Regions from separate parts of the Mus musculus genome. Here all the other regions are linked to region 1. The links are chromatin contacts, called in public HiChIP or PLAC-seq and capture Hi-C maps. All regions are on one chromosome and are shown on one strand. The core of a region is the stretch at or near the end of the contact, and the rest is flanking DNA. Distances in the headings are between cores, read along the strand shown. Region 1 holds the start of Rdh13 (retinol dehydrogenase 13 (all-trans and 9-cis)). Region 2 holds the start of Rasl2-9 (RAS-like, family 2, locus 9). Region 3 holds the start of Oscar (osteoclast associated receptor). Region 4 holds the start of Pirb (paired Ig-like receptor B). Region 5 holds the start of Leng1 (leukocyte receptor cluster (LRC) member 1). Region 6 has its middle 19 kb from the start of Oscar. Region 7 holds the start of Tarm1 (T cell-interacting, activating receptor on myeloid cells 1).

Region 1 (3,151 bases), core at 509-3,008:
TGTGAATTATGTAGCTGTTGGGGTGTGTGTGTGTGTGTGTGTGTGTGTGTGGTGTCTGCCTTTATTCACTTAGCACAACATCCTGTAGAATCATCACACAGAAGCATGTCTGAATTCCTTTCCTTTTGAAAGCATAGTAATATTCCACTGTATGGATGAGCCGTATTCTGTTTATTTGTCTGCAAATTGACACCTGGAATGCTTCTGCCTTCGAGGTATTATAAACAAGGCTGCCATACACAACATTGTGCACACAACAGTGTGCACATAACTCTTCAAACCCCAGAGCAGGGGCTGCTCTTACCTCTTTTAGCCAGCTCCAAAGCAGTTTGTTTCCCGATGCCTGTGTTGGCTCCTGTCACGATAACAGTCTTCCCAGGTATGGTGGCCTTGCTGGGACAAGCCCCACCAGCGACATAGTCCCTGAAGGTGAGAAACAGCACAGTGAGTTCTGTCTGCCTCGTGCCTGCCTCAAGATTTATGAGCTGGGGCAAAGCACTCGTAAGCTCACATCCATCACCAAAGCACCCAAACACACGGGAGTCCTCGTCATGGCCTCAGAAAAGGATTATACGTTGGAACATCTCCAAGAGGTAACAATCATTTATTCATACTTTTATAAAAACAAAAGACAATAGCCAGAAGTGGTGGTACACACTTGCAAGCCCAGTACTCAGGAGGCAATGGCAGGAATACCAGGAATTTAAGGTCATCATCCTCGACTACAGAGCAAGCTCAAGGCCAGCCTAGGCTACATGCTGCCTTGTCTATAGATGGATGGATGGATAGACAGACAGACAGACAGAATGCATGACGTTGGAAGGAGCATGTGTCAGAAGGGGTCCATGGAAGTTGGAGAACAATGATTGGGAAGCGGGTGTGTATACATCAAGAAGCTGGAGAGATGTCTCAGCAGTAAGAGCACTGCTGCTCTTACAGAGGACCCAGGATCAGCTCCCAGCACCCCACACGGTGACTCACAATAACTCCAGTTCCACGGGATCTAACATCTTCTTTTAACCTCCGAAAGCATAGCATATGCATACATGCGGGGGGGGGGGGGGCGGGGAGGGAAACACCTCATGTAAGCTGTTAGCGGTGACAGACACGCATGTCCTTGGTCCCAGCACTCAGGAGGCAGAGGCAGATCTCTCGTGAATTCAAAATCAGCCTGGTCAATATAACGAGTTCCAGGCCAGCCAAGGCTTCATGGTGAGACCCAGTCTGAAAAACGCAAGGAAGGAAAGAAGGACGGGGGAGGAGAGGAAAGGGAAGAAAGGAAGGAAGGGGAGGCAAACAGGCTGGGCAAAGAGGAAAGGGTAGAGAAGGAGTGGTCCAGAGATAAAATGAGCACAAGATCCATGCTCCACCCCTTCTCCCTAGGTGACCTTGAAGAGGTGACCCGCCCTCCTCTCCCGGAAAAGCCATACTAGTGAGCGGGAAGAATTCGTCCGAGGACTTAGGACAAGGGATACTTCTCTGGCCTTGTTTGGCATTCCCCTGTCGCAAACCTACCACCAAGCGCGCAGAGAAGACGCGCAGACTCACTTGAGCAGCACGGTGCCGCCGATCACCGTGCCCACTACGGACACCGGCAGCAGAAAGCGGCTCATCCCAGGCTGGGGAAAAGGGTGTCCGTGGGTCTGCACTCCAGGCCACTCCGCGGACGAACGCGCTGCCCAGGAACCCACGTGCGCTCGAGTAGCGTGAACGTGGAATCACACAGCCACCAGAACCCGGCTATGGGGAGTGACCAGATGTGGAGGCGGGGCTTTAGGAAGTAGGCCCATGGCGCACTTAATGCTGGGAAACGTAGTTTCTGGAGATGGAATGCGGCCGAGGTTGACAGGCGTGTCAGCTACCAGATCAAATGTCATCACACTCAACCAATCCAAGGGCGTCCTGAAGTTCGGGAAGAAAAAGAGAGAGAGAGAGAGAGAGAGAGAGAAAGAGGGGGGGAGGGAGGGAGGGAGGGAGGGAGGGAGGGAGGAAGGAAGGAAGGAAGGAAGGAAGGAAGGAAGGAAGGAAGGAAAGAAGGAAGGAAAGAAGGAAGAAATAAAAAAAATAGTAGCTGGGTGGTAGTGGTGCTCGCGTTTAATCCCAGCATTACGGAGACAGGAGCAGGCAAACCCATAAGTTTGTGGCCAGCCTGTTCTACAGAGGGAGTTCTAGGAAGCCAGATCCATGCAGAAGAATACTATCTGGGAGGAAGAAAATAAATAAAGTAGATAGATAGATAGTTTGGTACCAAGCATTTCCATTTCCAGACATCGAGACCCTGTAGAATGAACCATGGTTTTTCTCCTCTAAATAATAGTTAATGGTAGCACTTTCTGTGTAGGCCTTGTGAAGGAGGGAAGAAGGCTGGGACCTGGACCCCTGGGTCTGAGGGAGGAGGGTGAAGTATAGATTCCTGAGTCTGAGGGAGAAGGGTAGGATTTGGACTCTTGTGTTTAAGAGTGGAAGTCTGGGGTGTGGGCTTTGGATCTGAGGGAGGAAACTGAGACCTGGACCATTGGATTTGAAGGAAAAGAAGGATACTGGCTTTAAAACAACAGTGAGATGGTGCATGGGGTAGAGACACTTGTCATACAAGCTTTGCAACTTGTGTTTGATTCCTAGAACATGGTGGAAAGATAAAATCAACTCCCAAAAGTTGTCCTCTGACCTTCCACCACGGCATGTATGTGTCCACACACTTATACACCAAAAGGAAAGAATAATATATTTAAAACATACTAAAGTGTTAGTGTCTAGAAGCAGGAGAGGAGGAAAGGAAGACAGACAGACAAACAGACGAACGGACAGAAGGAAGGAAGGAAGGAAGGAAGGAAGGAAGGAAGGAAGGAAGGAAGGAAGGAAGGAAAAGAAAGGAAGTTAGGAAAAAGGCTATAGACAGTGGACAAATACATCCTGTCACTAGAAAATGTCAGCACACTTGACACCTGTTTGTCTTCATGAAGGTGACAAGGAGATAAATATTTTTCAATTATCAGATTGGCAACATTATAATAAATATTCAGTGTTGGCAAGGATCAGGGGAAACTCCCTGTTGGTGGGAGTCAATTATCTGGTGTTCCTGAAAGTCTAGTCAGACACCTGTCACAGGATGATCCGTGTATACTATTGACCCAGACATTCCCTTTGTAAG
Region 2 (3,176 bases), core at 141-2,640, 680 kb after region 1:
ATCATCTGATGCCCTCTTCTGGAGTATCTGAGGACAGCTACAGTGTACTTACATATAATAAATAAATAAATCTTAAAAAAAAAAGAAATTCGCCTGCCTTTGCCTTTCAAATGCTGGGATTAAAGGCATTTAATTAAAGGCACCACCACTCCCGGCTTATCAGATTGCTTTATATTGCCTTTGCTATGTTTGGTATGTCTTTTGTATCCCTAGGCTCTCAAGGAGTTTTATGATAAAGAGGTGTTGGATTTTGTCAAAGGCCCTTTGTGCATCTAAAGATATGATCATGTTTTTTTTCCCCTTTTAATTTGTTTATGTGATAGATTACATTTGCTGATTTTATTTTTCTCTTTTTTAGAAGATATTTAGAAGATATTTCAAATATGAAATACAACTTTATTCTGATTCTAAATGAAAGAGTGGGAATGACAGTTACAAACAAGATTTCACCACTGACTATTGTGATGCTACGGTAGCAGTCTTATCTTTGAAATCCAGAACAACTCTGTTCCAGGGGGCTAAATACGCAAGTCCAAAAAAATGAAGGTGTATTTTAACTGCCACATTCACTCCGAAGCCCATTCATCTCCTTCAGCATCCCAATGAATTGCACGATCTCCTTTAGCTAAATAAGGTGGCACACACACTGCACCGCTGGCTGGCATCACAGGACAGTTGCCTAAAATAGACTTCTGACGCAGGGCTCCAGCTTCACTTTCTCACAGGTCATCTTCCTCATCTGGGAGAGCAGTCGTCTGAGCAACCTCTAAATCATGCTCGTACTGTGCTGCCAAAGCTGGGTCCATGACTACCTCAGGTGGGGCAAGAGCAGGCATGGCAACGAACTCCAAGTTAGGATCTCCAATGAGCTTTCTGGCAAGCCAGAAGAAAGGCTTTTCAAAGTTGTAGTTACTTCTGGCAGAAATGTCATAGTACTGAAGATTCTTCTTTCGGTGGAAGAGAATAGGTTTTGCCTTCACTTTCATGTCTTTAACATCCACTTTGTTGCCACACAATACAATGGGGATGTTTTCACACACACGCACTAGATCTTTATGCCAGCTAGGCACATTCTTGTAAGTAACTCTTGATGTTACGTCAAACATTATAATGGCACACTGGGCTTGGATGTAGTAGCCATCGCGCAGCCCCCCGAACTTCTCCTGACCGGCTGTGTCCCACACATTGAACTTGATAGGTCCTCTGTTGGTATGGAAGACTAATGTGTGCACCTCCACGCCCAGGGTGGCTACATACTCCTTCTCAAACTCTCCGGTCAAGTGGCGCTTCATGAATGTCGTCTTTCCGGTGCCGCCGTCGCCCACCAGGACGACCTTGAACTGGACCTGCGGCTCTCCCTGGGCGGCCATCGCGGCGATCCTGCCGGAGAGAGCGGCTGCTGCACGTGCGCCCTCTAAAGGCAGCGGCCGGGAAGAGCGCGCGGGAAGGCAGACTCTGTACCAGACTGTGGGGGAAGGGAAGCTGGGCACCGCCCGCCGCTGCGGTGCCCACCCGAAGGACAACCAACCCTCGTGTTGCGCTCTGCCGGGTCCTTCCAGCTACCTTCCAGGACTGATTTTCACTTACTGAACCATCTCTGCATTTCTTGGATGAAGCCTACTGAATTGTACCGAATCAAGGATTCATGACAGGGACACAGAGGAAGGCAGCTTGGCTCAGTGAACTGCCTGCCATCCTGAACAGATCTGTTAGATCTGAACTTTTCTGACAAAACTCCTTTTGCCTAAGCAACGGGCTGCACAATTTGTTTTTAGAGACAAAGGAAAAAAAAAAGGCGATCTTATGTCAAATATAAAAGAAATATAGAGCCGGGTGTGGTGGCGCACACTTTTAATTCTAGCACTCAGGAGGCAGAGGCAGGCGGATTTCTGAGTTCGAAGCCAGCCTGGTCTACAAAGTGAGTTCCAGGACAGCCAGGGCTATACAGAGAACCCTGTTTCGAAAAACCAAAAAAAAAAAAAAAAAAAAAAAGTATATATATATATATATATATATATATATATATATATATATATATGTGTGTGAAGGAATGGAAGAATTAAATGAGAGTCAGAGATTGAACTCTTGTAGAAAGCCAAGCTTGATATCATAGGTAGTAGGAAATTTTTTTTTTTTTTCAGTTACTGAAGCACTTTAATTTCTTTACACAATGACGTGTTGCTGGGGCCTAATGTTCTCACTGAACAGTAGAAAACCAAAATTTGTCATTTCTTAAAGAATTGAGTACAACAAAACCTTACATAAATTAAAGAATGAATACATTTACAGGTGTCGATGCAAACGTTCCCAACTCAAGGCAACTAACAACCGATGGTGGTCAGGAGGGAAGAAACCAGAACGGAAACTGGGTCCTAAGGCTCGGACTTTCCCACCCTGTTAGACTGGCAAGAAGGAGTGGTAACTGGTTCAGGAGCCCTTGCCAGCCTCGGGAAATCCTGGAAGTCTGCTGTTGGTTAATACCCTGCACAGATCACTCCGTGGTGCTCACAGAGATCCACCAGGCTGGGCCTTTCTCTTCCACTGCGTGTTCTCCCCAGCCCCAAGTGACCGAGCCACATGAACTAAGGACTGAATCAAGATATGCACAGGGTGTTAAACATATACCAAGGGAGCAGTTAACTTGAATACAAGGTCAAAAATCAGCAAGTTCTATGATCCAGTGCTGATATCAGATACACGCTTCAAGGACAAATTTCTTTTCAAAGGCTTATTCCAGTTTCATGAGGCTAGCATGAGGTGTGTACATTTGCCAGGGCAAATCGATACTTCAATACCAGCTCATGCAGCAGATGCCTGGCACCTGCTCAGTCCATCTAGAAGCATTTGCAGTGGACGATGGGCCCGACTCATCATACTCCTGCTTGCTGATCCACATCTGCTGGAAGGTGGACAGTGAGGTAGGATGGAGCCGCAGGTCCAGACTGAGTACTTGCGCTCAGGGGGAGCAATGATCTTAATCTTCATTGTGCTGGGTGCTAGGGCTGTGATCTCCTTCTACATCCTGTCAGCAATGCCTGGGTACATGGTGGTACCACCAGACAGCAGTGTATTGGCATACAGGTCTTTGCAGATATCCACATCACACTTCATGATGGAGTTGAAGGTGGTCTCGTAGATGCCACAGGATTCCATGCCCAGGAAGGAATGCTGGAAGA
Region 3 (3,296 bases), core at 785-3,284, 830 kb before region 1:
ATAATTGGAAAATATCTCTAAGACAGAACATAAGTTTAACACTTAAGACACAGAACAGGATGACTCATAAAATACTAATTCTGATCTGGTAAGAAAAGGAGGAAGTATGTAAATGCATGGTACGGATGAGTGCTGGGAACCTTTCAGTAGGATTCGGGAACATGGGAAGGGGAAGAAGAAGCCTGTTGCATCTTTTGGTAATAACTGGGCCTTTATAACCACGAGTACCTATTTGATTTATCATTTAAATAGATTTAACATTAGGATGCTGGAGAAATGGCTTAGCAGATAAAAGTACTTGTTGCCCTTGCAAAAACTGGGGCTAGGATTCTCAGCAGCTCATGGTGGCTTACAAGCACTGTACCTCCAGTTTCAGAGGCTCCTCCTGCTGTCTGCTGAACTCTGCGAGCCCTGGACATGCATGTGGTGTGTATGCATGCAGGCAGAACATTCATGTACATAAAACTAAATCAACTGATAACTCAGGGATGAATGGCTTCCCAGTGGTTCTCAGGCCAAATTGAAGCATAGTGGGAAAAATTGAAGAGAGAAGAATTATCTCCTCCATCAAAACCCTGAGAAGAAGCCATCTCGGGTGGGGGAACCTCCTTCTGTGGAAGGCAGGCTCCCGTGAGAGAAGCTCGTATACTTGGCATTGAGGAACTCCTATGTCTGGAGCCTTGAAATATGCCAGGATCTGGCCCTATAGTTTCCCTATATAACTACATTAAATCCTCACTGCAGCCGACTTACCTAAGGAAATGGAGGCTTCAAGACCCCTGTTTTTTTTGTTTGTTTGTTTTTCTTTCTTTCTTTTTTGTTTTTGTTTTTGTTTTTTCCACACAGGGTTTCTCTGTGTAGCCCTGGCTGTCCTGGAACTCACTCTGTAGACCAGGCTGTCCTCGAACCCAGAGATCTGCCTGCCTCTGCCTCCCGAGTGCTGGGATTAAAGGTGTGCGCCACCACGCCCGGCTAAGACCCCTGGTTTGTTCAAGGACATGCAATAATGAACAAGATTGTCTAGGTCTCCTTAACATCCACATTCATGGTCATCTCTATTCACCTATAGTGGTTACTAAAGAGATGAAGGACAAAGTGAAGGGAGAAGAGAGCAACATGCAGGGGGCAAGGAGGAGGGGATGGAGGAAGAAGGAAGGAAGGCTATGAAAGGGGGAAGGGAAAGAGACAGGAGAAAAGGGAGAAGAAAAGAGGCAAGGTATGTAGTGGAGGAAGGGATGGAAGGAGAGAGGAAGAGAGGGGAATGAGGGAATCTGGGGTGAAGCTAGGCACAAAGATAAAATGAGTTGTTGGAGGCGAGGTGTGAGCAGCATAGCATAGAGCAGGTGGAGTCTCCCACTCACCTGTTGGTGTGAAGTCAGCACGGCATGCAGGCCCTGCAGAAGGTGAAGAGTTGGTTTTTACAAAGCCCTTTGTGGACTACCGTCTCCCCTCTAAGGAGCCCTAGACTCTGATTACATGAAGCCTGCCACCGTCTTTTTTAGGATCAAGCAAAACTCTGTACTTCCATTCCCCATACTTAAGAAGCTGCTGTCTGACCCAAGAGGACAGGCCTCTGTTCCCCACCTTTCCTAAGAACAATACTTTGCTCCTTGGGGTTTCTCTGCCTTGGGGTTTGAAGGTTTAGATGCCCCCTCCCTCCAGCACAGTAGACTTGCCCATTTACCATGAGAACTGAATACATTCTTTGACCCCTAGATATCCCTTACTCTCCTCTGCCTGGAGATCCAGAGAAACCTATGCTCACCCCCGACCCAGCAATCTGTCTTCCCCCGTTTAGGACTCAGGTATCTGGGTACCAGTCCTGATTCCTTTTTCTAAATTGGATGTTGAATTCCATATGAACAGATATAGCCCTCAGCCCAGCCAAGGATCCACACACAGGGGAGGGACAGCTCACAGAGAGTCGACAGCTGGAGTATCAGCGACAGGACCATGGTGGGCACTCTCCGTGGAGCTGAGGAAAAGGTTGACCCTGCCTTTTTCACTCTGAGGAAATGAAGCAACACCAGAAAGCCATGTGAGAGTCCTGTTTAGGGAACAGAGGAGTCAGGTGGAGGCTCCTGGGTAACTGTGTCATAGTTTCATTGTCTTGGAAAAAGTTGCAAGATGGAACAGTCATAGCCTCTGGTGTTCTTTAATTTAACTTAAAAGTTGGGGAGGAGGGCTGAGGACGTTGTCGCTAAGTAGAAGACCACTTGCCCAGAGTAGCCTCAGCACTGAGGAGAGAAAGGAAAGGGGCAGGTGGGAGGAAGAAAAATGGAAAAGAGGAAAAAAACAACAACAACAACAAAAAAAACAAAACAAAAAGGTAGAAAGGGAAAAAGAAGCTTGCTGTACAATATGTACTATGCCGGTAACAAGAGAAGGCTCAGACTCCATTACTGCTCTCACTGTCCAGTCCAGATATGTTAATTTTTTTAAGTGATGTGCATTATCTTAGAGGCTCAGGCTTGTAATCTCACCAGCTTGAGAAACCAAGGCAGGAGGCTGTCAAGTTCAAAGATTGCAGGGCCAACTTGAGCCATTTAATGCCCTGTCTCAAAATAAAAAGTAATGAAAGGGCTGAAAAATGTGGCTCAACAATAAAAGATATGCCTAAAATCCACCAGCAGGGACCTGGGATAGTAGAATCTATCAGCAAGTGGACGGAGGAGTGGCTCAATCGGAGATGGGTAGCCTAGCCTGTCCTGGTTTCAGTTTTCAGCACTAAGGGGCAGATGGAGGGAAAAGCCATGATCTGCATGCTAGTAACACAAAGCACAGGCAGTCCTTAATATATTTGGGATTAATTTAGAATTTCCAGAATGAGCTTATGTCTAGATGTGATCTCAATGTAAAGCTGACTTTTTTTTTTTTAAGGTTTATTTATGAGTACACTGTTGCAGTCTTCAGACACACCAGAAGAGGGCGTCAGATCCCATTGCAGATGGTTGTCAGTCACCATGTGGTTACTGGAAATTAAACCTTTGGAAGAGCAGACAGAGCTCTGAGCCATCTCTCCAGCCCAAAGCTGACTTTATTACAGGAGAACGTTATGTTACTTCTCCGATGCATTTGCTGAGTTATAAACTATAAGAAAATGGTGAGGCCAGCAGGTGTTCAAGGTGGTTTAAATCTTTCAGTCCTCTTAAGCCTCACTCCAGAACTACAACTCCCGAAAGGGTCCACGTCCTCGCCCAAGGGGCGGGGCCTCACGCAAGGAGAAGGACCACAACTCCCAGAGAGCTCCGCTCCTTGTCGCCGCCAAGAACAAGATGGCCGGGAGTAAGTACAGG
Region 4 (3,153 bases), core at 526-3,025, 730 kb before region 1:
TCTGTTTTTGGTTTTTCGGGACAGGGTTTCTCTGTATAGCCCTGGCTGTCCTGGAACTCACTCTGTAGACCAGGCTGGCCTGTAACTCAGAAATCCACCTGCCTCTGCCTCCCAAGTCCTGGGATTAAAGGTGTATGCCACTATACCCGGTTATAAAAAATGTTATCATTTGGAGCAGTCACAGCATGTATGCAGAGGTCCTAGGGTACACCAGTGCAGGCTTTGTGAGCCCTCAGGATTCCTGCTTAGTTGATTCTGTGCTCTCCAGGGCGTGTCCTCCGGGTGTCCTCAACCTCTCTAGCTACCATCATCCTTCCTCTCTCTGTTTTCCAGAATCTCGGAGCTCTGGTGGATGGTGCTACAGCTGCTCCAGAGTAACCGAAGCCCTCATAAAGCATCATCTCCCTAATGGGCACTCTGGGCTTGGCTGTCACTGTGAGTCTTGGACTCACTGTTTCCTGTGCTCTGTGTCAAAGTTCAAAAGAGCCCTGGATCCCCACATACACCGCACATCAAGTGGTCTCTGAAACCTGTATGATTTCAATATCATTCTATGGAAGGCTGAGGTTCCTCACCTGAGACCAGGAGCTCCACGGATTCACTTGGAGGTGACCACACATATGGTCTGTTCCTGTCATAACTGTAACATCTGCATATCCATCTCTGGTTGGGGGTCACAGGGCCCACAGAGAACAGGGCGTGGTACTTCCTTGTAGAGTAATTATACTGTGAGTCTTGTGTCCACGAGAGCTTCTGTGGTCCTTCTACAGTCAGAATGAACTTGTGATCGTTGTGCCAGGACTCACACTGGAGGGTGACATACCCTCCTGAAGTTACCACAGGGCTGGCTTGGGCTAAAAGGCTGGGTGTCCAGTAGTGTCCTGAAGAAAAGGAGGAGTCAGTTAAATATCCCCAAGCCTCATTATTCTCCTTGGCTCTGAGGTTCCCACAGTGAGGGTGGGCATTCCTGTTAACAGAGCCAAGTCTGGACATTTATAACCTGAGGCCTAGGATCCTGTGTGTCTCTCACCTGTCACCACCAGCTCCAGGAGGTCACTGTAGCCTGATGATTTATACTGGGTGCTGTAGGAACATCGATATTGACCTGCATTACTCAGGTCTACATTTGAGAATGAGAATTCAGCCTTGTTTTCTGGCTTCTGTTTGTTCTTTGTTACGGTTTTATATAGCTTTCCATCTTTATAGAGGCGGTACTCATTGGCTCCAATTGTCTCTTCACACAAGAAGGTCACCTTAGTCCTCCTGGAGACCACAGAGTCTGGCTGTACTCTGAGGATAGGCTTAGGGAGGGACCCTGCAAGTAACAGAGCAACTAGGACTCAGGACAAACACACTCAGATTGCAGTCCTTAACCCCATGGCCTTCCTGCCACCCACAGGACTCACACACAGGTGGTGTTTTCCACCATCACAGCCCAGGCATGGCTCCTGGATATGAAGAAAAGAGCATTTCAGGTCAGCTGCAGACACACTCACCTGTCAGCACTGGGATCCAGAGGCTCAGAGTCAGTCCTGGAAGAGAGTTCTTTGTAAGAGATTTGTCCCTAAGGCTGAGCAAGTCTGCAGAAACATCTGAGAACCTGGGGTTTCCTTTTGGGTGCGTGCTGGTCTACAGGCCATGATCATTTCCAGACCTCAGTATCCCCTCCCCCTCTTCACATCTCACCAAGACGGAGCAGGGCTGTGAAGGTGCAGGACATGGCATCTCCCCTCAGTGGCTGCAACTGTGCTCAAGGGCAGAGCTACAGAGCCTTTCTGAAGGGATTGTGTACAGGGTGTGGCACTGGAGGCAGGGCAGTCCCCATGACATGGTCATATATCAGCAGCCCCACAGAAAGAGGAACTGCCCTCCTCAGCACCATGCTCTGACTTCCTCAATGGTGTGACTAGGCCAGGCAGTAGACCCTCTGCCATTAGTTCTTACACAGATGGCGTTTCCTCATCCCACCAGTGTCTGCCTCACCTGTGCACATTACTGTCATGGCCATATTGTAGCAAACATGTGTGAACATTTCACACAACAGTACAAATTTACGTGTGGTTTTCTTTGTTCCTCTTTGTTTTATGGGAACTATTTCTTTCTTTTCAACAGTTTTGATGTTTCTGAGAAGGATCTTCCTGTATATCTGCCTGGAGTGTGATTGATGACAGCTTTTTCTTCTTAGTCTCAAGCGATGCATTACCACTGGGCATTACAATTGGTTTTTGTTTTTTATGTTTGTGTTTTCCCTTCCAATTTTAGGGTACATATTTCTATTCATTTTTTAGTGTTTGTTTGTGTGTCTCTATGTTTGTTTGTATATACACATGCATGTGTGTCAAAGCACATGTATGGAGGTCAGAATACAACTTCAGCAATCAGTTTTCCTTGTCCAGTGTGGATCCTGTCAACAGAGTCAGGTCTTATTTTGGCAGCAGACACTTATGTTCTGAGCCATATCAGTGTCTCATCACTTACCATCATCGTTTTCCTAAGTCCTTTTGCTTAGTTAACAAATTATCTTGTCATGGGGTTACTGGTCCACACAGGTGCAGGTTTATTTGAGTTTCTGGGGATACAGGTTGTAGGTGTACGAATATGACCATAATTCTTTTTTTTGGTTTATTAATCATTCCATTTGTTTACATCTCAAATGATATCCCACTTCCTGGTGTTCCCTTCACCAACCCCCCATCCTACATATGGTAACCCATTCTTTTTGCCTGTATGAGACTGCCCATGACCCCTCCACACTCTCGCCCACTGCTCAAACATCCCCCCACTCTGGGGCATCAAAGCAGTCTTCCCTCCCATTGCTGTGAGAGAGTCCATTCTCTGCTACATGTGTATCTGGAGTCATGGATTCCTCCAGGTACACTCCTTAGTTGGTGGTCTAGACTCTGGGAGAACTGGGTGGTCATGCCAGCCTATGAGTTTGAGGCTCTTCCACACATTTTCTTATATTAGATTCAGTATATCTGGTTTTAGGTGGAGGTCCTTGATCCACTTGGACTTGAGCTTTGTACAAGGAGATAAAGATGGATCGATCTGCATTCTTCTACATGCAGACTGGGAGTTGAACTAGAACCATTTGTTGAAAATGCTGTCTTTTTTCCCCTGGATGGTTTTAGCTCCCTTGTCAAAGATCAAGTA
Region 5 (3,357 bases), core at 828-3,327, 780 kb before region 1:
GTCCACAGGGCCAGAACTTGGAGCTCCTGGGTCTGCTGCTTCCAGCTCAGGCACTGAGTTTCGTTGCCTGGCTTTCTTCCGTAGGAATTCCGTACGGGCCTATGAAGGGTTATAGGGAAGACATTCAGAACCCAGAAGTGCTGAGGATACAAGAATGGTCCATGGGCAGGGAGGGCAGTGGTAGCACACACCTTTGAACCTAGCATTCAGGAGACAGAGGCACATGGATCTCTGAATTCAAGGCCAGCATGGTCTACAGAGTGAGTTAGTTCCAGGACTACACAGAAAAATCCTGTCTTGAAAAGAGGGGGTGGGGGTGGGGCAAATATTGAGAGCAAGAAGAGATACCATTTCTAACTTGGAGTGGAGAATCGATGTTTTTAGACAGTAAACTGGGCTATCAGAGATAGTTCAGAGAAGATCCCTGACCTAAAACAGAAGGCTTCCCAGTCTCAAGTGATGCAAGGAAAACCCACTCAGGTATAGGTATAGGTGGCTTGTTCAGCCATAGAGCCCCTGCCTTGTGTGTAGTTCCAAATTCAGTCCCCAACACAAGTATGTATATACTCCCAAACTTGTAAGGTAATCAAATATTGCTTTCTGGACAAAGGATCTAAATCCAAGGTATGGCTCCAGGTCACCACTCCAAGTACAACCTGACCCCAGATAGGGATGGTCTCTGATTCACAATTCTCCCCTTTCTGCAGCCTTAGTATCTGGGATTAATTACAAGCGTCACCTTTTTGTTTGTTTGTTTTGTTTTGTTTTGTTTTTTAAGACAGGGTTTTTCTGTGTAGCCCTGGCTGTCCTGGAACTCACTTTGTAGACCAGGCTGGCCTCAGAAATCCACCTGCCTCTGCCTCCCAGGTGCTGGGATCAAAGGCGTGCGCCACCGCCACTACCCGGCTTTTTTTTTTTTTTTTAAGCCCACACTAATTCATGATCAGATTGGCCAAGGGACTTAAGTGTAAACCAAACTAATCGAGTAACTTAGAGTCTGTGATGTGTGTGTGGTCTTCAATACTAGCGTTCAAGTGGAACAGGCAAGCTGAGTTCAAGACCAGCCTGGTCTACGTAGCCAGTTCCATAACAGCCACGGCTACACAGACCCTGTTCCAAATAAAACCTCCAGATGCTCTTTTCTTGGCAAGCAATGAGGGAGGGAGAAAAGACATGCCCAACGAAGTGGACCCCGGCTTGTCCGCCCTTTGCCCTCCTTGCTGAAGCCGTTGTACTCAGAGCAAGGTGACCGCACCCCTCCAAGTTGTTCTAAGAGGGAATTTCTCAAAGCAAGCGCTCAGAAGGAAGGGAGCATACACAGAGTGGGTGATCAGTAATTAACTTGTGCGGGCAACCTATAAAGTAATCAGAATATTTGTCCAACTCTTCCAGTATGCTAGTCTCTGGTCCCTCAACACCAGTGGGGAAATCTAGGAAGGTTTCTTGGAAGTTAGCACAGGATTTTCAGAGAAACATCGTCGAACACACAGACCCGCTCCCGGCACCGAGTGATAGCTAGGCCCGCCGCGCTTCTGGGCGGTCCCCAGGCTTACCTCTTGCTGGGCGAGCAGCACCCTCCGCTCCCGCTCCTTCTCCTCCTCCCGGGCCTGGGCCTCGTCGCGCCGCACGCGGGCAACATTGTCCTTGTTCCGGACGTGCCAGCTCTTCTTCGGCAAGATATTCATGGCTCCAGTGCCGACCTCGGACTGTCAGGCCCACTCTTCAGCACTTCCGATTGGCTCGAGGATGCTCCCGCCCCATGGTTCCACCCTTGCTCGTGCATTGGTTCTGGGCCAATTGTCACGTCCCATCCTAGCCTTGTTTAGAGATTATTGGCTGAGAGCCTTCCATCTCAGCCAATCCTAAGCATTTGTAACCTGAGTTGCTCCACCCCCGGACGCTGCTTGATGAGGCTGTTGCCTGTCTATTCCTTTAAGCAGACATAACCTAGCTCTTCAGGCCGATTTGGACCTGGCCCCTCCCCAAACCCCGTCCGAGGCTTCAGAACGGGGTTTCAAAACGCAAAGCGGCCTTGACTGTTGTTTATTAATACGGTTCAATTGAGAGTGTAGCATTCGGGTGGCAGAGGGCGGGGAATTTGGTTCCAGAGATGAAAGAGTCCCATCACTTGATATGAAGTCACTGAAGCTGAGGGGCTGAAGGTTCAGCCAGACTTATCAGGAAGTTCCATTCCTTGAGCTCAGAGCCACAGCTCGCTGGGCCAGGAAGACTTTATTCTGCACTTCCTGCGGGCAAAAAGGAGCGAAAGTGAAGCACACCTTTTCATTCTTCTTTCATAGTCTCATAGAGCCCTTTCCGGGGAAATCAGCCTGGCTCACCGTCTCTATCTGGCGTTTGAGCTCAGAGATGAGGCGTCCGTAACAGTTAGCCAGGGCTACGGTATACATCATCAGGATGCTATGGAAGACAGGAATGAAAATCACTCTAGAAAAACAATCATCTTCATCATATGGCTCCTTAGAAACCAGGCTGGAGAGATGGCTCGTAACCGGAGCACTGGCTGCACTTCCAAAGGACCGGGGTTCAATTCCCAGCCCCACATGGCAGCTTACAATTGTAACTCAAGTTCGTTACTTCACACAGACAGTCACACTGTCCAAATACCAACACACATAAAAATTAAATGAATAAGTAAATTAAAGAAACCAATATCAGGATCCTCAAATCCCTTAAAACCCTTTTTGAGACTCTGAACACAAGTCTTTATCCTCTCTCTTTAGACCCAAAAGTTCAGACCCTTTAACCAGAGGTTAAACTAGAGGTTCAGGCTCCATACCTCCTCCCCCTTCATCAAATCGATAAATCCACACCCTAGCCCTCCTTTCCTCAGACCAGGAATCCAAACCCAGATGTCTTTTCTTAGACCCTAAGCATTCACACTCCGACTCTCCTGCTCTTGATTTATAGGCATCCCGGCCAGCCCCACGTCTCTGTTGTATATAGGCACCCAGCCCACCTCTCTAGCACTCAGGTGCCCAGAAACTCCTTTCTCTTTCAAACACTAAATTACACACATTCAAAGTCTGACTGCTCACCTAGAGAGGATCAGAAGAGGTACAGTAAAAGCTTGGGTTCCCAGAAAGTAGAGAAAATTCTGGGCAGTCTGAGGGAGGCTCTCAATGGCCTCAGGGATCTGGGCCCAAATGGACAGCTTCCCGCGGAACGGGCCACACAGTTTCGAAGGTGGGATCCTGTAGGGGGAGACACACTGGATTCAGTCAAGTCGAGCTAGAGTGAGAACAAACAGAAGTCTCTCGTACTTACAGGAAGATACTGTAAAGCACGGGAACTGCAGAGATCGCCAGACCCACAAGGAGAACCAGGGGGAAAAAGAAG
Region 6 (3,229 bases), core at 726-3,225, 850 kb before region 1:
ATCCTCTCAAATCTATTCTTTCAAAGTAAATAGCCTGGGTTGGCTATGAGACTATTAATTAATTTTTCAACCCCATCAGAAATCTGAGAATGACCAACATTAACTGAAAATAAATAAGAAGCCTAACACTGCTTCCAGAACTGAGACAAATTGTAGAGACAGCTGCCTACCTATACAGCCCCCGTAAGTCAGGAAGTTGGAGCATGTCTTGAGCCTTCTGGCCCAGGCTCATCTATCTGACAGACCTTAGAGATACAGGAATACTAAGGACTAGCCTATTCTGTCTCAGCAGAACTAAGCTGTCCTAACCTGTAAATTGTGTCCTTTCAAGAACAGTACAGGTCTGCAGGAGAGATTGGCAATTTTCTACCCAGTGGCAACCTAGCCACAAATGTAGGGCCTCACTTGAAGAAAAGATGCTCAGCTGCTTCTTTGAATCCATGAATGGGAAGCTGTTAGGAGCAGATTTGTCTCAACAAGTGAATAAATGGCATTAACTGTCACATTCTGTGGATTTGTGACATTTTTGAAAACCAACTATCCCTGTAAGTAATCTGGACTGTTCTCCATTAACCGCTCTCAGCTATTTCTAATTACAGTCTCTGAAACACCCTAACAATAAAGTCAGAGCCATGAATTTGCTATTTGGTCCTTAACTCACAGGCTTAATCATCTTAGATCAATTTATAATAACAGTTATAGAACGACTGGGTCTAAGCCCTATACTTTTAAATTTTTTGTATCAATACAAGAAATTTATACCAGCCAGGCGTGGTGGTGCACGCCTTTAATCCCAGCACTCGGGAGGCAGAGGCAGGCAGATTTCTGAGTTCGAGGCCAGCCTGGTCTACAGAGTGAGTTCCAGGACAGCCAGGGCTACACAGAGAAACCCTGTCTTGGGAAAAAAAAAAAAAAAAAAACCTTGATTTTGCATCAAAATAAATTCTGTATCAAAATAAGAAATTATGACATCAACTTAGTAACAAGTAAAAATATTTCTACAAAATGAGATTACAGCTATGCAATCAATTCTAGCTATTCCTCCCTGTTCCAACTATGACCATTTCAACATTCCCTAGAAAGACAGCCTATGATAAGCCCCTCCAGTCCCAAAGGCCAGGGAACTGGAGCAACGACTCTTCATAACGTTTTCAAGCTGAATATGGGCATTGAGATATTTTTAAGGGGAGGGGGGAGGAAGGGTAGGGAAAATAGGATTGGTTAGCCTTAAGAAGGCCACACCAATGATTGATTTAGCCTCTGATGTCTGTGTCTTGATTGGATCTGGCTGAAAGTCCAAGATATCTGGAGACCCACCAAGGCTATATATTCTGTAATATGCAAATCTCAAAACAATTTTTTGGTATCATCAAGATAACCTTTTGTTTGATTCTCTGGAATCTAGTTCCTCAGGGAGTCTCCCTCTATCATATCAGAAGATCAGTCAGGTGCTCTTATACACTGAGCCATCTCACCAGCCCAGCATCCTTTAATCCCAGCACTCAGGAGGCAGAAGCAGGTAGATTTCTCTGAGTTGGAGAACAGTCTTTTGTAAGTTCCAAGACAGCTAGGGTTATACACAGAGAAATCCTGTCTCAAAAAACCACCATCACCACCACCACCACCAAGAACAACAACAAACAATACTACAACAAACATACACAAACACACATACACAAATACAGAGCCCAATGTATACAGCCCACTTTGTTGACCTCACTGTCAAGGTGCTATATCTAGATGGCATTTTTTTTAAAGATTTATTTATTATTATATCTAAGTACACTGTAGCTGTCTTCAGATGCACCAGAAGAGGGCATCAGATCTCATTATGGGTGGTTGTGAGCCACCATGTGGTTGCTGGAATTTGAACTCAGGACCTTTGGAAGAGCAGTCAGTGCTCTTAACCACTGAGCCATCTCACCAGCCCCTAGATGGCATTTCTACATTCTTGCAGCTCCAGTGTACAATAAATCAGAAACAGGAAGCATGGGATGGTCTTGTGACAGCCTTGTGGGGGATAGGAAAGGCAAGGAACACTGTTTCTCTAACCACAGTAACTCAGGCACTAAATGTACAACATTTATCTCTCCAGATCAGGAGAGACTCCAGTTCTCTGTAGGCACTGACTTAAGTGTCCAAAAATTAGACTTGGTTCTGACACTAACTCTCTGGACTCGATGCAGACCCACCAGTTGGGGTCACTGTCCCCCAAGCCTATATCTAGTGTCAGTTACAAGTGGTGGATCTCCCAGTTACCCACATGTCAGGAAGTTGGTTTTTTTTTTTTTGTTTGTTTGTTTTTTGTTTTTTTGTTTTTGGTTTTTCAAGACAGGGTTTCTCTGTATAGCCCTGGCTGTCCTGGAACTCACTTTGTAGATCAGGCTGGCCTCGAACTCAGAAATCCGTCTGCCTCTGCCTCCGAGTGCTGAGATTAAAGGCGTGTGCTACCACGCCCGGCTTCCCACATGTCTTAGTTAGGGTTTTGCTGCTGTGAACAGACACCATGACCAAGGCAAGTCTTATAAAAAACAACATTTAATTGGGGCTGGCTTACAGGTTCAGAGGTTCAGTCCATTATCATCAAGGTGGGAGTATGGCAGCATCCAGGCTGTCATGGCGCAGGCAGAGCTGAGAGTTCTATGTCTTCATCCAAAGTCTGCTAGTGGACGACTGACTTCCAGGCAACTGGGGTGAGAGTCTTAAGCCCTCACCCACAGTGACACGCCTATTCCAACCAGGCCACACCTCCAGATGGTGCCACTCCCTGGTCCAAGAATATACAAACCATCACACCACACTTCTGCCTGACCCCTTGTCATCTTAGGGTTAGGGTTAGGAGACCTCAGGAAAACACTCTCCTTACTATTATAGTTTAGTAGAGAAAATAAACTCTGGGATTCTTCAGGAATAGTAAGGTGATGAGGTGGGGTTGGGGGTTGCGTGGGGTGGGGGAGGGCAACAATGACTAAAATGCATTAAATACAAGTACTTCTGTGGTGGTTTGAATATGCTTGGAATTAGATGTGACCTTGTTGGAGGAAGTGTGTCCCTGTGGGAGTGGGCTTTGGAGGACTCTTATGCTTAGGCTCCGCCCGTTGCAGAAGAAAGTTTCTTCCTAGCTGCCTGAGGATGCCAAGTCTCTCCTGGTTGCCCTCTGATCAAGATGCAGAGCTCTCAGCTTCTTCTCCAGCAACCATGTCAGACTGCACACTGCCATGCTTGCTGC
Region 7 (3,564 bases), core at 469-2,968, 940 kb before region 1:
GGAACCCTGTAAACTCAGCCCTGTTCATAGAACTCTGAGCAACATGGAACCAGTAATACTGTTTGGGTTAGACACACGTGGGTTGAAATTTGGTTTCCTCAAAATCTCTGAAATATTGAGCCGGGTGTGCTGGCGCACGCCTTTAATCCCAGCACTCGGGAGGCAGAGGCAGGTGGATTTCTGAGTTCGAGGCCAGCCTGGTCTATAAAGTGAGTTCCAGGACAGCCAGGGCTATACAGAGGAAACCCTCTCTTGAAAAACCAACCAACCAAACAAACAAACAAATCTCTGAAATATGTTGGAAATCACTTTGGTTTGCAAATTCAGATCAGATTTCTAACCTATAAAAGCAAACTTAATCTTCTTCAGAAGGCTTTTAGGGTTGTTCATTTGTTTTTAAATAGGGAGTGGGTTAGGATGGTCTCACTATTTAGCTCCTGCTGGCCTGGAACTTGCTATGTAGACCAGGCTGACCTCAAACTCACAGAGATCCGCCTGTCTCTGCCTCCTCAGAACTAGGATTAAAGATGTTCTACTGTACATGCTTTGTTTCATTGTTTTACATACAGTCTCATATAACCCAGCTGGGCTCAAATTCACGACGGAACCAGATGACTTTGAACTCCTCCTGACTCCTCCTCTCTAGAGCTGGGATTACACCTTGCTAAGGAAAGTTATTTAATAACATTTGTCATCTATTGTAGTAGTAGTAGTAGTAGTAGTAGTAGTAGTAGTAGTATTTATTTATTTATTTATTTATTTATTTATTTATTTATTTATTAAAAAGAGCTAGACATGGTGGCACAAACCTGTAATCTCAGCATTTGGCAGGACGATCTCTGTAAGTTCAAGACCAGCTTGGTCTACATAGTAAGATCAACCAAGGCTGCATGGTAAGATCTTGTCTCAACAAATTTTAAAAATAAGTAAACAAGAAGGTCTTTCTGATGTTGGTCTCTGTCCTATCTCAATCATAACAAGTTGGCTTCGTATAAAAGAAAATAGCGGGCTGCTGACTCAACCTTGGCTAGCAACAGCACATAGAATTTCTAGTTTTGATTCCTTTACATTATATCTATGCTCTATCTGCTTTGTGTCTGTCTGTGCGTGTGTTGAAGGGAGGGGGGATGTTTATGTAGTCCAGGCATTCCTTAAACTCCCTACTTAGCTAAAGATGATCTTCAAATTTTATTTGCCTCTCTCCATCTACCATGTACCGGAGTTACAGGTTGCATGTCACTATTCTTGATTTATAGTACTGGGAATGGAACTAGGGCTTCACGTACACTTGGTAAGCACTACCAACAAAGCTACAGCCCCAGCCCCTATCTTTTCCCCATCTCTGTCTACTACATGTTGAGCATTTGTTTTGCCCTAACATGTACAGTGAACTCACTGAAATTTCTGGTTTGTCCTATGCACTCAGCACACTGATCTGGTGTAAATTCTGGCTTCAGTCCCCACCCAAGTATCTCACCAGCTTTATGATTTCCTGGAAACTGAGTGTCCCACCCTGAATAACTTACGGAGGCAGAGAAGGGAAAGGAGCCTAGAGATCATGGTGGCTCAGCGGCTGGTCCAAAGGTCTTCAGCAGGTCTACTATCAGCAGAAGAAAGTGGCCAGGACATCAGCATCCCCAAGCTCAGGGAGTAGGCAGGATTGGTTTTGAGATCGCTGCTCAGTTCCTTCCTCACACGTTCACTCGCAGGAAATGTGCTGATGCTATCTGTTGCAACATGTTCCTATAAACCCCTTCAGAGACTTGCCTCACTTGGTCCTCTTCCGTTTCAAATTTCAGGCCTTACACAAGTAATTTTCAAAGGGCCTAACACTGGGCTTGCTGGGTTTATACTGAGCTGAGATTTGTGTAAACTGAGAGTCATATATCATAGTCACTAGACGTTGGCCAATATTCCTTTCCTACTAGAGATGATCTGCCTCTCCTTACTGAGGAAAAGTGACAGAGCCCAGACAGTTTCTCTTTCCATTTTATTTTGCTGGATCTCATGTAGCCCAGGGCAGCCTCAAAATCACCATGTAACTGAAGATGACTATTTATTTATTTATTTATTTATTTATTTATTTATTATATGTAAGTACACTGTAGCTGTCCTCAGACGTACAGAAGAGGGCGTCAGATCTCATTACAGGTGGTTGTGAGCCACCATGTGGTTGCTAGGATTTGAACTCAGGACCTTCGGAAGAGCAGTCAGTGTTCTTACCCACTGAGCTATCTCTCCAGCCCTGAAGATGACCTTGAACTTCTGGTCTTCTTGCTTCTACCTCCTGATGGGATTATGGGTATGTGTCACCACATATGGTTTAGGCAGTGCTGGGAATTGAACCCTGGGCTTTGTGTTTGCTAGACAAGCACTCTACCAACAAAAGCCACAGTCAAAGGTCCCCAAATGCATTTCAAGCTACATGAGTGAACATTAGTCATGATGACATTTGCCTTTAATATTTGTTTTAGTATGAGAGTTTAGTTTAGTGTTTGTTTGGTTTGGTTTGAAACTAGGTCTCAATATATAGTCCAGGGTGGTCTCAAATTTCCCACTGATGAGGATGGTCTTGAACTTCTTATCCTTATGCTTCAATCTGGGTACTGGGGACAGAATTTTTCAGTCAAGGAAGCTGCTGAACACATGAAGATGCTCAGGTCAAGACTAGGCCCATGGCTCAGGAGTATAGTGCTTATCTGGGATGCATGAGTCACTAAGTTTAAACCCCAGTGCCATCACCAAAAACAATCTCAAAAAGAATTATCATGATTATTCATAAAAGATCAAATTGATAAAATGATACAATTATCATTATCCATAAAAGATCAGGGTGGAAGGAGCCCAATGAGGATGATAAATAAATCATAATATAATCATAAAAGTGAATGATCTCAAGCTTCCACAAAAATAAATAAATAAATAAATAAAATACATGTAAGACCATGAAATCTCAGAAGTAACATGGAGTGTGAAAGAACTTGGACACAAAGAATGCATGTGGTCCAACTCTAGCTATCCTGGTCAACTGCAGGCAAAACCCAGTCACAGAAAAATTCAAAATGGATTATCTAAGAAGAAGTAGAAATTGACTATAGAGAGGAGGGCCAAGAACACTTTTAAGAGCGCTAAAATAGTCTAGTTTTTTATCTACACAATGTGTACACCAAGGTGGGAGAAAAAGATCTGATAAATTATAGGCATGGCAGATGATAGATATAGATGAATGGTCGACAGATAGAAAAGAAGATAGGTAGGGAGAGAGAGAGACAGAGACAGAGAGACAGAGAGAGAGATAGGTAGATGATAGATGTAGGTAGAACAGACAGACATATAGGCAGACAGACAATGTCATAGTTTAGATTTGGAATGGCTATTTTCAGCTTAAGAGATCAGGAATCTTCAAAAGATGGGTGGGGCCTTATAAAAGATCTTGAATCTCTAGAAGTATGCCCTTGAAGGAGACAGCAATATCCTAAGCTTTTTCTCTGTTTCCTCTCTTCACAAAAAAAACTGACTTTCCTTCACCATCTAGCTTTGCCATGATAAGCTGTCCCAACAGAG

Evidence for each region. HiChIP or PLAC-seq counts read pairs in DNA pulled down with a chosen protein or histone mark. Capture Hi-C pulls out chosen DNA fragments and counts their contacts.
Region 2: an H3K27ac HiChIP or PLAC-seq map of microglia shows a contact between it and region 1, with 5 times the contacts expected there. The contact joins the promoter of Rasl2-9 here to the promoter of Rdh13 in region 1.
Region 3: a capture Hi-C map of embryonic stem cells shows a contact between it and region 1, with 14 times the contacts expected there. The contact joins the promoter of Oscar here to the promoter of Rdh13 in region 1. A contact is called at or near these places in 13 of 39 promoter capture datasets (the 3T3-L1 cell line, the C10 cell line, the HPC-7 cell line and 9 more), 1 of 15 datasets of contacts at CTCF or cohesin (large pre-B cells), 24 of 484 Hi-C or Micro-C datasets (the AML12 cell line, B cells, the Ba/F3 cell line and 15 more), 25 of 115 datasets of contacts at active chromatin or transcription factors (the NIH/3T3 cell line, T-cell acute lymphoblastic leukemia, bone marrow-derived macrophages and 12 more) and 3 of 9 other capture datasets (adipose tissue, embryonic stem cells and liver).
Region 4: an H3K4me3 HiChIP or PLAC-seq map of bone marrow-derived macrophages shows a contact between it and region 1, with 5 times the contacts expected there. The contact joins the promoter of Pirb here to the promoter of Rdh13 in region 1. A contact is called at or near these places in 1 of 484 Hi-C or Micro-C datasets (B cells), 17 of 115 datasets of contacts at active chromatin or transcription factors (the NIH/3T3 cell line, SST interneurons, bone marrow-derived macrophages and 12 more) and 1 of 9 other capture datasets (adipose tissue).
Region 5: a contact with region 1 is called in an H3K4me3 HiChIP or PLAC-seq map of bone marrow-derived macrophages, with 14 times the contacts expected there. The contact joins the promoter of Leng1 here to the promoter of Rdh13 in region 1. A contact is called at or near these places in 9 of 39 promoter capture datasets (the 3T3-L1 cell line, the C10 cell line, cranial neural crest and 5 more), 1 of 15 datasets of contacts at CTCF or cohesin (large pre-B cells), 6 of 484 Hi-C or Micro-C datasets (bone marrow-derived macrophages, cerebral cortex, cortical neurons and 2 more), 18 of 115 datasets of contacts at active chromatin or transcription factors (the NIH/3T3 cell line, bone marrow-derived macrophages, embryonic basal ganglia and 9 more) and 4 of 9 other capture datasets (adipose tissue, embryonic stem cells, liver and 1 more).
Region 6: a contact with region 1 is called in an H3K4me3 HiChIP or PLAC-seq map of bone marrow-derived macrophages, with 5 times the contacts expected there. The contact joins the enhancer-like site here to the promoter of Rdh13 in region 1. A contact is called at or near these places in 1 of 39 promoter capture datasets (stem cell-derived epiblast-like cells), 1 of 15 datasets of contacts at CTCF or cohesin (large pre-B cells), 14 of 484 Hi-C or Micro-C datasets (the G1E-ER4 cell line, Sertoli cells, bone marrow-derived macrophages and 7 more), 12 of 115 datasets of contacts at active chromatin or transcription factors (bone marrow-derived macrophages, embryonic limb bud, embryonic stem cells and 2 more) and 1 of 9 other capture datasets (embryonic stem cells).
Region 7: an H3K4me3 HiChIP or PLAC-seq map of bone marrow-derived macrophages shows a contact between it and region 1, with 4 times the contacts expected there. The contact joins the promoter of Tarm1 here to the promoter of Rdh13 in region 1. A contact is called at or near these places in 2 of 39 promoter capture datasets (embryonic stem cells and liver) and 1 of 115 datasets of contacts at active chromatin or transcription factors (bone marrow-derived macrophages).

Annotation. Positions count from the first base shown.
Region 1 is chr7:4,443,899-4,447,049 of GRCm38.p6, forward strand. It overlaps Rdh13 (retinol dehydrogenase 13 (all-trans and 9-cis)), which reads right to left and starts at 1,759. Exons shown (of 7, transcript NM_175372.4): 1 at 1,549-1,759; 2 at 305-423. The coding sequence starts at 1,613.
Region 2 is chr7:5,124,560-5,127,735 of GRCm38.p6, forward strand. It overlaps Rasl2-9 (RAS-like, family 2, locus 9), which reads right to left and starts at 1,391. Exons shown (of 1, transcript NM_009028.2): 1 at 383-1,391. The coding sequence starts at 1,370. The coding sequence ends at 720.
Region 3 is chr7:3,614,123-3,617,418 of GRCm38.p6, forward strand. It overlaps Oscar (osteoclast associated receptor), which reads right to left and starts at 2,035. Exons shown (of 5, transcript NM_001290377.1): 1 at 1,919-2,035; 2 at 1,362-1,394. The coding sequence starts at 1,955. Ndufa3 (NADH:ubiquinone oxidoreductase subunit A3) reads left to right here and starts at 3,251. Exons shown (of 4, transcript NM_025348.3): 1 at 3,251-3,285. The coding sequence starts at 3,276.
Region 4 is chr7:3,718,607-3,721,759 of GRCm38.p6, forward strand. Pirb (paired Ig-like receptor B) reads right to left here and starts at 1,776. Exons shown (of 15, transcript NM_011095.2): 1 at 1,687-1,776; 2 at 1,497-1,532; 3 at 1,031-1,315; 4 at 576-881. The coding sequence starts at 1,720.
Region 5 is chr7:3,663,763-3,667,119 of GRCm38.p6, forward strand. It overlaps Leng1 (leukocyte receptor cluster (LRC) member 1), which reads right to left and starts at 2,078. Exons shown (of 4, transcript NM_027203.3): 1 at 1,554-2,078; 2 at 1-99. The coding sequence starts at 1,685. It overlaps Tmc4 (transmembrane channel-like gene family 4), which reads right to left. Exons shown (of 15, transcript NM_181820.2): 12 at 3,286-3,357; 13 at 3,057-3,212; 14 at 2,340-2,418; 15 at 1,992-2,246. The coding sequence ends at 2,178.
Region 6 is chr7:3,595,951-3,599,179 of GRCm38.p6, forward strand. No RefSeq gene overlaps it. Among named protein-coding and RNA genes, the nearest start is that of Oscar, 19 kb to the right of the region's middle. Within about 2 kb of position 1,976, at least 7 of the 459 cell types and tissues checked have an H3K27ac peak or open chromatin away from gene starts, as enhancers often do. A contact at or near this core is called in bone marrow-derived macrophages, where this site is marked.
Region 7 is chr7:3,500,906-3,504,469 of GRCm38.p6, forward strand. It overlaps Tarm1 (T cell-interacting, activating receptor on myeloid cells 1), which reads right to left and starts at 1,719. Exons shown (of 6, transcript NM_177363.4): 1 at 1,527-1,719. The coding sequence starts at 1,560.